2 separate regions of the Sus scrofa genome follow, and region 1 is linked to region 2. The links are chromatin contacts, called in public HiChIP or PLAC-seq maps. All regions are on one chromosome and are shown on one strand. The core of a region is the stretch at or near the end of the contact, and the rest is flanking DNA. Distances in the headings are between cores, read along the strand shown.

Region 1 (3,680 bases), core at 624-3,123, 310 kb before region 2:
GTTTGAAGAAATGTAACTCAAGAATAATAGATTCTCTCACGTGAAATCATTAAAACCTGTGAGTATCAGAGAATCTAATCCCACAATTTTCTCTGGTCTTTTCATCCAAATATTCTACGCTCTTATAACTAGGCCTTTCTACTAGAAAGGTTTTTTTTAAAGATCAAATAATTGCAGATAGTCAAAATTATTCCATAAACATAGTACACATGAAGCATGTTAAGTAAAATTTACTTCTCCAAACCTAATATGACATTCAAACTTTATCTCCCGCAGCTCATTAAGCCAAAACAAAAAAACAAAAATACACACACAAAACTTTAACCTATAGCCTGGGCATATGTAACAGAAAATAAAATCAAATATGTGCTGCCATTAAAAAAAAAAAGTTCTGCCCTAATAATCAAATTATTTGAAAAAAAAAAAAAACGCTTTATATAATACCAGGAATCTCAAGTGATTCCTTAAAATAAATAATCCTTACAGACAACAAAACTACAGCAGAGAGGACACTAGGAGGATTATAACATACATTATCACCTTCCTTCTGAAACTAAAATCCCAGAAAGTCAAGAGTAGTGCTCAAGGCAACTCCTTGCTGGCATTAGGTCCTATAGACTGTCTTCTGGGAAGCTGCTATAGCAATCAGAGATGGCTATCCTAAAAAGAAAAAAGCAACTACCATTGTCAATTATAGTCTCAATACTGGCATCTAAAAACAAATGGAAGAAAAATCACTTTATAAGTTAAGTATAAAGCCTACTGTTTCCATAACTTGCATGGTCTCATGAACTTCTACAGTTTAAAACTGTTTTTACTCTCCTTCAATAAACTAAGCACATTCCTTTCCCACTATTTCCCCTTCACAAGAATATAGGGACCAATGTACTAAGAGAGGGATAGGAAAGGAAGCGGAAGGGGTAGGGGAGACCTCTCAGCTGTATAAAAAACCAGGAGTTTTTACCTTTGCTTCTAAATCAATGGCAAAAACAAGTATGGAAGGGCAAATATTTTGGAATTAAAAAATAAACAGTAGGAGTTCCTGTTGTGGCTCAGCAGGAACAAACCCAACTAGTATCCATGAGGGCACGGGTTTGATTCCTGGAGCCGCTCAGTGGGTTAAGGATCTGGCATTGCTACAAGCTGTGATGTAGATCACAGACACAGTTTGGATCTTGCGTGGTGGCTATGGCTAGGATGTAGGCCAGCAGCTGCAGCTCAATTTAGACCTCTAGCCTAGGAACTTCCACATGCTTCAGGTGTTGCCCCCCCCCCCCAAAAAAGACAAAATAAAATAAAACCACGTCTGCAAGTTTCTCCTGGAGAGCAAGTTACTTATTCCCCCCAACATTTTGCAATTTATTCCCCCAAATTCCTAAATTTGATGCTTCTGATTACTTGCATATAATGATCACTACCAAATAAGAGATACTTTTATTTTAAAGGGCATTATTTCTGGCTAAGACTAAATTTAGTTGTAAGTAGAAAAAACAAGAAGTGTTCTTAAGCTCAGAATTTAAAGTTTATACCTAGGAAATAAAGCATTACATCCATCTCCTATAGATTCTCTCAGTAACTCTACCACACAAAACACGCGCCTTAAGGGGAAAAAGGAAAAAAACAAAACAAAACAAAACAAAACCTGAGTTACCTTTAAAAGTGCAATCAAGTCACAGAGTAAAATGTAGGATTCCTTAGTGATATAAACAACTCGACTGGATACAAAGTTCTGAAACTCTTTTTTAATCAACAGGTCAGGTTAAATAACAACTACAAAATATAATATTCTCCTGCCAATTTGTTGCAGTCATGGTAACAACAACAATGAAACTAAACTGTTTCTTTCCCATCTGACTCATCTTGTTATGCAATAACTCAGTTCTGAGAGTCAAGAGCCATTTAATGAAACTGGAATTACTTACTAAGAAACCATCTATCTTCCCTTAGACTGTCAAAAGGTTTTTTAAAAGGAGAAAAAGAAAAGGAAAAAGTTTTTCAATACCTATTACAAAGATGTGAAACTGAAGCAAATATTTTCAAAATAACTGTAAAAACCAAATTAACCCCAAATCAAAATTTCAACACTAGATTTATATCCATCCCAAATTTAGATTTAATATAAGTAACACTAAAACTTCTCCCTATTTAGGAACCAGCAATATCTACAGAAAACAAAGTAAGAGCTTCCTTCTCTTGGTCTCCCTTAAACAACTTAGGAGGAATGAATAAAAATGGCTGACTCAAAATCACTTCACTCAACATCCACAAAAGTAAATAAAATAACCCAATCCACAACAAAAAATTTGATCTAACACTATAATTTCTATACAGTGGCCAGAAAGTACATTTGATTAGATCTGCACTACCCCACAGCCACAGCAAAACTGGATCCAAGCTGCGTCTATGACTTACATGGCAGCCTGCAGCAACACGAGATCCTTAACCCACTGCACAAGGCCAGGGATCAAACTTACATCATCACGGATACAATGTCTAGTTCTAAACCTGCTGAGCCACAGTGAGAACTCCTGTTTTGGAGGAACTTTCGATTTTACAAGTTATTAAAATCTACAGAAAAATTGCAAAGGATATCATTATATATGTACAAACAACTAATAATAGGTTAATTCTTTAAATGTTCCAATAAAAATGTTTTGGGGGAGGGGTGGTTTAAATATTTTATTTCTGCTTTAGTCATGCTCAATAATCTAACATTATAATATGATCTTTGTTCTTTTTCACCTACAAATGAAGTTGTCTAAATGATAATCAATACCTTCTTTACATGAATATTCTCTTAATATCTTTCTTTCAAAAGTGACAGAAGCATATTTACAGGCTATTTTTCTCGGCAGTCTCAGAGAAATCTATCACCACACATTCCATATACCTTTCAAAGGCTTGGTCCACTGTCTACAGAATAAAGCCTTACACAATCTGATTCCTACCTATCCTTCTGGCTTCAACTATCCTCTCTTACCCAGTCACCTCCTCTACCACATATTCTATAAGTCCTGAACACATGGAGTTACTCAGCCTCAATTCAATTCAACTTATCCTATCCTGTTAAAATACAAAAACCTAAGGTGGTGGGATAAGAGCTCCCATTGCGGCACAGCAGAAACGAATCTGACTAGTAACCATGAGGTTGCAGGTTTGATCCCTGTCTTCGCTCAGTGGGTTAAGGATCCAGCATTGCTGTGAGCTGTAGTGTAGGCGGGAGAGGCAGCCTGGATCCTACATTGTTGTGGCAGGGGTGTAGGCCAGTGGCTACAGCTCCAAATCGACCCTTAGCCTGGGAACTTCCATATGCTGCGAGTGTGGCCCTGAAAAGCAAATAAATAAATAAATAAAATATAAAAATAAAAAGTGGGATCATATAATTCTTGATTTTTTTTTTTTTTTTTTTTTTTTTGCTTTTTAGGGCCGCACCTATGGCACATGTAATTTCCCAGGCCAGGGGTTAAACCGGAGCTGCACCTGCTGGCCTATACCACAGCCACGCAGGATCCGAGCCACATTTGCAACCTACACCACAGCTCATGGCAACACCGGATCCTTAACTCACTGAGAAAGGCCAGGAATTGAACCTGCATCCTCGTGGATACTAGACAGGTTCGTAACCCACTAGGCCACAACGGAAACTCCTATATTTTTTAATTTTAGATTCACAAAGCCTA
Region 2 (4,003 bases), core at 499-2,998:
ATTAGTTAAGATCATAGTGGAGTAGGATGGGCCCCTAATCCAATATGACTGGTATCCTTATAAGACAGACACCCAGGAGGAAGGCTGCATTACGAGGAAGGCAGAGATGGTAGGGATGTAGCTGCAAGCTAAGGAATGCTAGAGACTTCCAGAAGCTATGAAGAATCAAGGAAGGATTTTTCCCTAGAGTCTTCAGATGGAGCATGGCCCTGCTGACATCTTGATTTCCAACTCCCAGCCTCTAGAACTGTGAGACAACAAATTTCTGTTGTTTTAAGCCCTCTAATTCATGGTGCTCTGTTATGACCACTTTAAGGCACTGCTAAAGGAGTCAAGGACATCTGCGAATTCTGTACGCCTTGTCCCCTCAGAGGTCTACCATTCACACTCTTGCATTCTGGGTCCTCCAGAAAAGACCCACTTAAATGTGTTTAATCCGGCATTTCCACAACCTCTTTGATGACTGCTAAGATTGGATGATCTCTAAGATCTCTTCCAATTGTGACTTTGTGGGATTGCCCTTAACCTAATCATCTCAAAGAGAGAAGACATGGATGGCTAGGACGGGGTCAGGCAGGGAATGTGGGGAGGGTTTAGGCAAACTTTCATCCTTTTTATACTTTAATTTTTTTTTTTAAGAACCTATGTATGTGGTTTAAAAATATTCAAACGGTTAAAAAAAAAAAAAGCTGTACAATGAAAATAAATCTCTCTTCCACATCTCTCCCCCAGGCCTTCACAAGATACAACACCCCACTCTTATTTATTCGTCCAGAGATAATTCTATTCATATATAAGCACATATATAGATATGTTCCTTGTTTTGCACAAATGGTAGTCTGCTATATTTATTGTTTTCCACTGTGCTTTTTTTTTTTTTTTAACTTATCTTGAAGATTTCTGTATCAGCAGGTACAGATCAGGGTTTCTCAATCTTGACACTGCTGATATGATAGGCTGCGTAATTCTTTGTTGTAGGGGCTGCACTGTGCATTGTAGGATGTTTAGCAGCATCCCTGGCCTCCCCTCACTAGATGCCAGTAGTGCTGCCCCTTCGCCCTCAATTATGACCACTGAAAATGTCTCCAGACTTTGGTAAATGTCCTCTGAAGGGGGGTGGGGGTGGGGCAGTAAAGCTGCCCTGAGTGGGAACTACTGATATAAATCTACCTCATTCTTCCAAAGGGCTGTCCAGTCTTCTATTGCACAATTTACTCACCCAGCCGCTTACTGGTGGCCACTTAAGTTGTTTCCAGTCTTCAGTTAGCATAAACAATGTTATAATGAATATTCTTGCACATGTCTCTTTGGCACATAAACATACATTTATCTGTTTGCTAAATCTCTATGACATTGTCTTGTTCACCACTCAGTAAATACTGGTTAAGTAAATATACAAATAGAAGGAGAAGAATCGGAACTGGGAGCTTGCGATTCCTACCTGTTCCGCCAAGTCGGGGAAATTCTGCTTATGATTGAAGGAAATGAGGCCAGTGCAATGAGAGAAAAGGCACCAAGAGATGGAGTTCTCATCTAAGCCTCTGGATCCAATCTGCCTGAAGCTAGATCCTCCTGGATTTGCCCATTTTGTGAGTCAATGGATTTTTCTTTACTCCTTAAGCCTGTTTGAGTTGGAGTTTTGTAACCTACAACTAAAAGACTGCTGGGTGTCAGCAGAAGCATTACCCCCGCAAGAAGCCTGTCCTGACTCAACCCTCTTCTCTGGGCTCCTACAGATCCAGTGTTGTGTGTGCATAGTTAAGTACTTCCTCTGTGAGAGTCACTGTCCCCCCATGGGGTTCCTCACCCCTGTATCCACAGCCCTTGCCCAATCTGGATACTCAAAATGCTCTGATGAATAAATGAGCGTTAGTACCATATGACTTGTGGCCTCAATGCCTCAGCTAAGTGGAGGCTCAATAAATCCATGCAAGGAGCCTCCTGGCAGCAGGAGAATCCTCTTAACTTGATTCCGGAAGCTCTGCTAAAGGAGCAAAACAATACCTGCTCCAGGGCACAAGGCTGTGAAGGGAGGGAGGGGTTCCTAGGGGTGAGGGGCTATCTTCCAGGAATCTCTGCTGTCCTGACCGCCCACTGGACGTCACTGGGCAAATGGCCCAATGGCCCCTAACGTCTCTGACTGTGCTTAAACTTTCCACTCACTTCCAGAACAGGTTTGGCTTCACTGGGGAACTATCCTGCTTCAGCAAATCACGCCCCACCTGCTGCAAACAAAGCACACCGTTTACATCATGAATGTTTATAAAGTGCTCTGAGCATCTTGGACAAGAGCCTCCACACAAGCACAAAGCATTACAGGCCAGCAGAAAGGACAAGAATCTCCCTCAACAGATTCCAGTCTGTAAAGTGACCCGATTCTATGCCAGTTCATGCAAGAGGATCCCAAGAAGGAAGGAAGATAATGAGCACACGTGTACATACGAATGCTAGGAGTGTTCACATGCATTCCGTACTATTAAGTGAGCACCTACTGTGTGCCAGGCACTGGTCTAGGTGTTCATCATTAAACCAAAGCTTTCATTCCAGCAGGGGGAGGCAGGCAAGGAAGAAAGGAGTCATTTCAAAAACAAATAAATGTTATAAAGAAAGGAGAATGGGGAGGGTGGGATAAAGAGAGGCTTTGAAGAGATGCTACTGGAGGCTGGGAAATCACTTGTCACCTACTCAACCCCCACAACCACCTGATGTCACTGCCCCCATTTTATAGAAGAGGAGGCTGCAGGTAAGAGCACCGCAACCTGCCCCACAGTCACATAGAAAGAGCAAGCATCTTAAGGGTACCTGGGGTTTGTTTTAAGCAAGTTTGGTAAGACAATGACACTGAAATGATTGTCATGAAGAAATAATTTTATTACATCCACAGATTCCTAGAGACAGGAGGCATGGCCTTCTCCGTAGGATCACATGGGGAAGCATCAGGGTCAGTCTGGAGGCAAAGGCAACAAGGGAAAAACACACACAAGAACTTTTACCAGTTTCTCCTGGAAGGAGTGGGTGAGGTAGGGCAATCAGGCTCAGGATAGGCTAGTTTGAATAATCTCAGGAAGATCTCAGGCCTAGGTGCTGTCCCCAGGTTGTGTGCCCTGGGGTGAAAAGGGCAGGTGGGTTGTAGCTCAGAGGGTGAGAGCCCCAGAAAGGAGAGGAGTGGAGACCAGGAGCTCTGGATCACTTGGTTTGCATTTGAAAGGTATGCTTCCTAGTGAACTGTTCATTATACCCAAGAGTTGGCTAAGCCGGGGAGCGGCAATCCCTACTGGGTAGCAAGGTCCCAAGATGTTCAAAGCATCAGAATACAGGAAATAAGACATAGTTAATACACAGACCCAGCCTGGGGTTCAAGTTGCCCCCCTTGGCTGCCCACAGTCACTGCAGGAACCAAGACCCTGGTTAAGAGGGGCTCTCCAACAGGTTGGGTTCAGCTCCATATGGAAAGAGCAGTGTTGTTCTTATATCACTTAAGACATGGGCTCATTAATCTCATAAGCTGGCAGACAGAAGGGCAACATGAGATAAAGACAGGTCCCTAAATTGTGAAGCTGATGAGAAGGAAAATGAGTTTGTGCCAGGATGCCCCTAAATTGTTTTCTTTTCTCATAAATTCTGCCCCATTTCAATTCAGAGCTTGTTGTTAAGAGCAGAGGACAGAGGAGGTGGTGTCCTTGATTAAAACAACACAAATACTGTTTTCAAAAATGTAGCTGGCTGGTGCCCATGTTGTTTTAATTTGCTGGGACCAGATTGTCCAGCCCTCATGGATTTGATCCCAGACAGGCTCGTTTGACTTATTCAGAGAAAAACTCTGTTTTCAGCCACAAACTGTACCCCTTACCCTGGCCAAATATGTCGCAAACCTCACTAAAGGTCCCAAGAGTTGTTGTCCAGGACTCCCAAGCCCACCTTCTGGATCCCATCTCCAGATGCTACTTGTATGTCATTTGGGTGGCACTGGTCCCAGGAAGAACCACAGAGCTGAGCTAGGCTT

Evidence for each region. HiChIP or PLAC-seq counts read pairs in DNA pulled down with a chosen protein or histone mark.
Region 1: an H3K27ac HiChIP or PLAC-seq map of alveolar macrophages shows a contact between it and region 2. The contact joins two enhancer-like sites. A contact is called at or near these places in 2 of 2 datasets of contacts at active chromatin or transcription factors (alveolar macrophages and skeletal muscle).

Annotation. Positions count from the first base shown.
Region 1 is chr14:36,124,609-36,128,288 of Sscrofa11.1, reverse strand. All of the region lies in intron 2 of MED13L (mediator of RNA polymerase II transcription subunit 13-like), which reads right to left. Among named protein-coding and RNA genes, the nearest start is that of MED13L, 65 kb to the right of the region's middle. Within about 2 kb of position 1,873, at least 15 of the 83 cell types and tissues checked have an H3K27ac peak or open chromatin away from gene starts, as enhancers often do. A contact at or near this core is called in alveolar macrophages, where this site is marked.
Region 2 is chr14:35,815,741-35,819,743 of Sscrofa11.1, reverse strand. The region is part of intron 4 of C14H12orf49 (UPF0454 protein C12orf49 homolog); the gene reads right to left. Among named protein-coding and RNA genes, the nearest start is that of C14H12orf49, 110 kb to the right of the region's middle. Within about 2 kb of position 1,748, at least 6 of the 83 cell types and tissues checked have an H3K27ac peak or open chromatin away from gene starts, as enhancers often do. A contact at or near this core is called in alveolar macrophages, where this site is marked.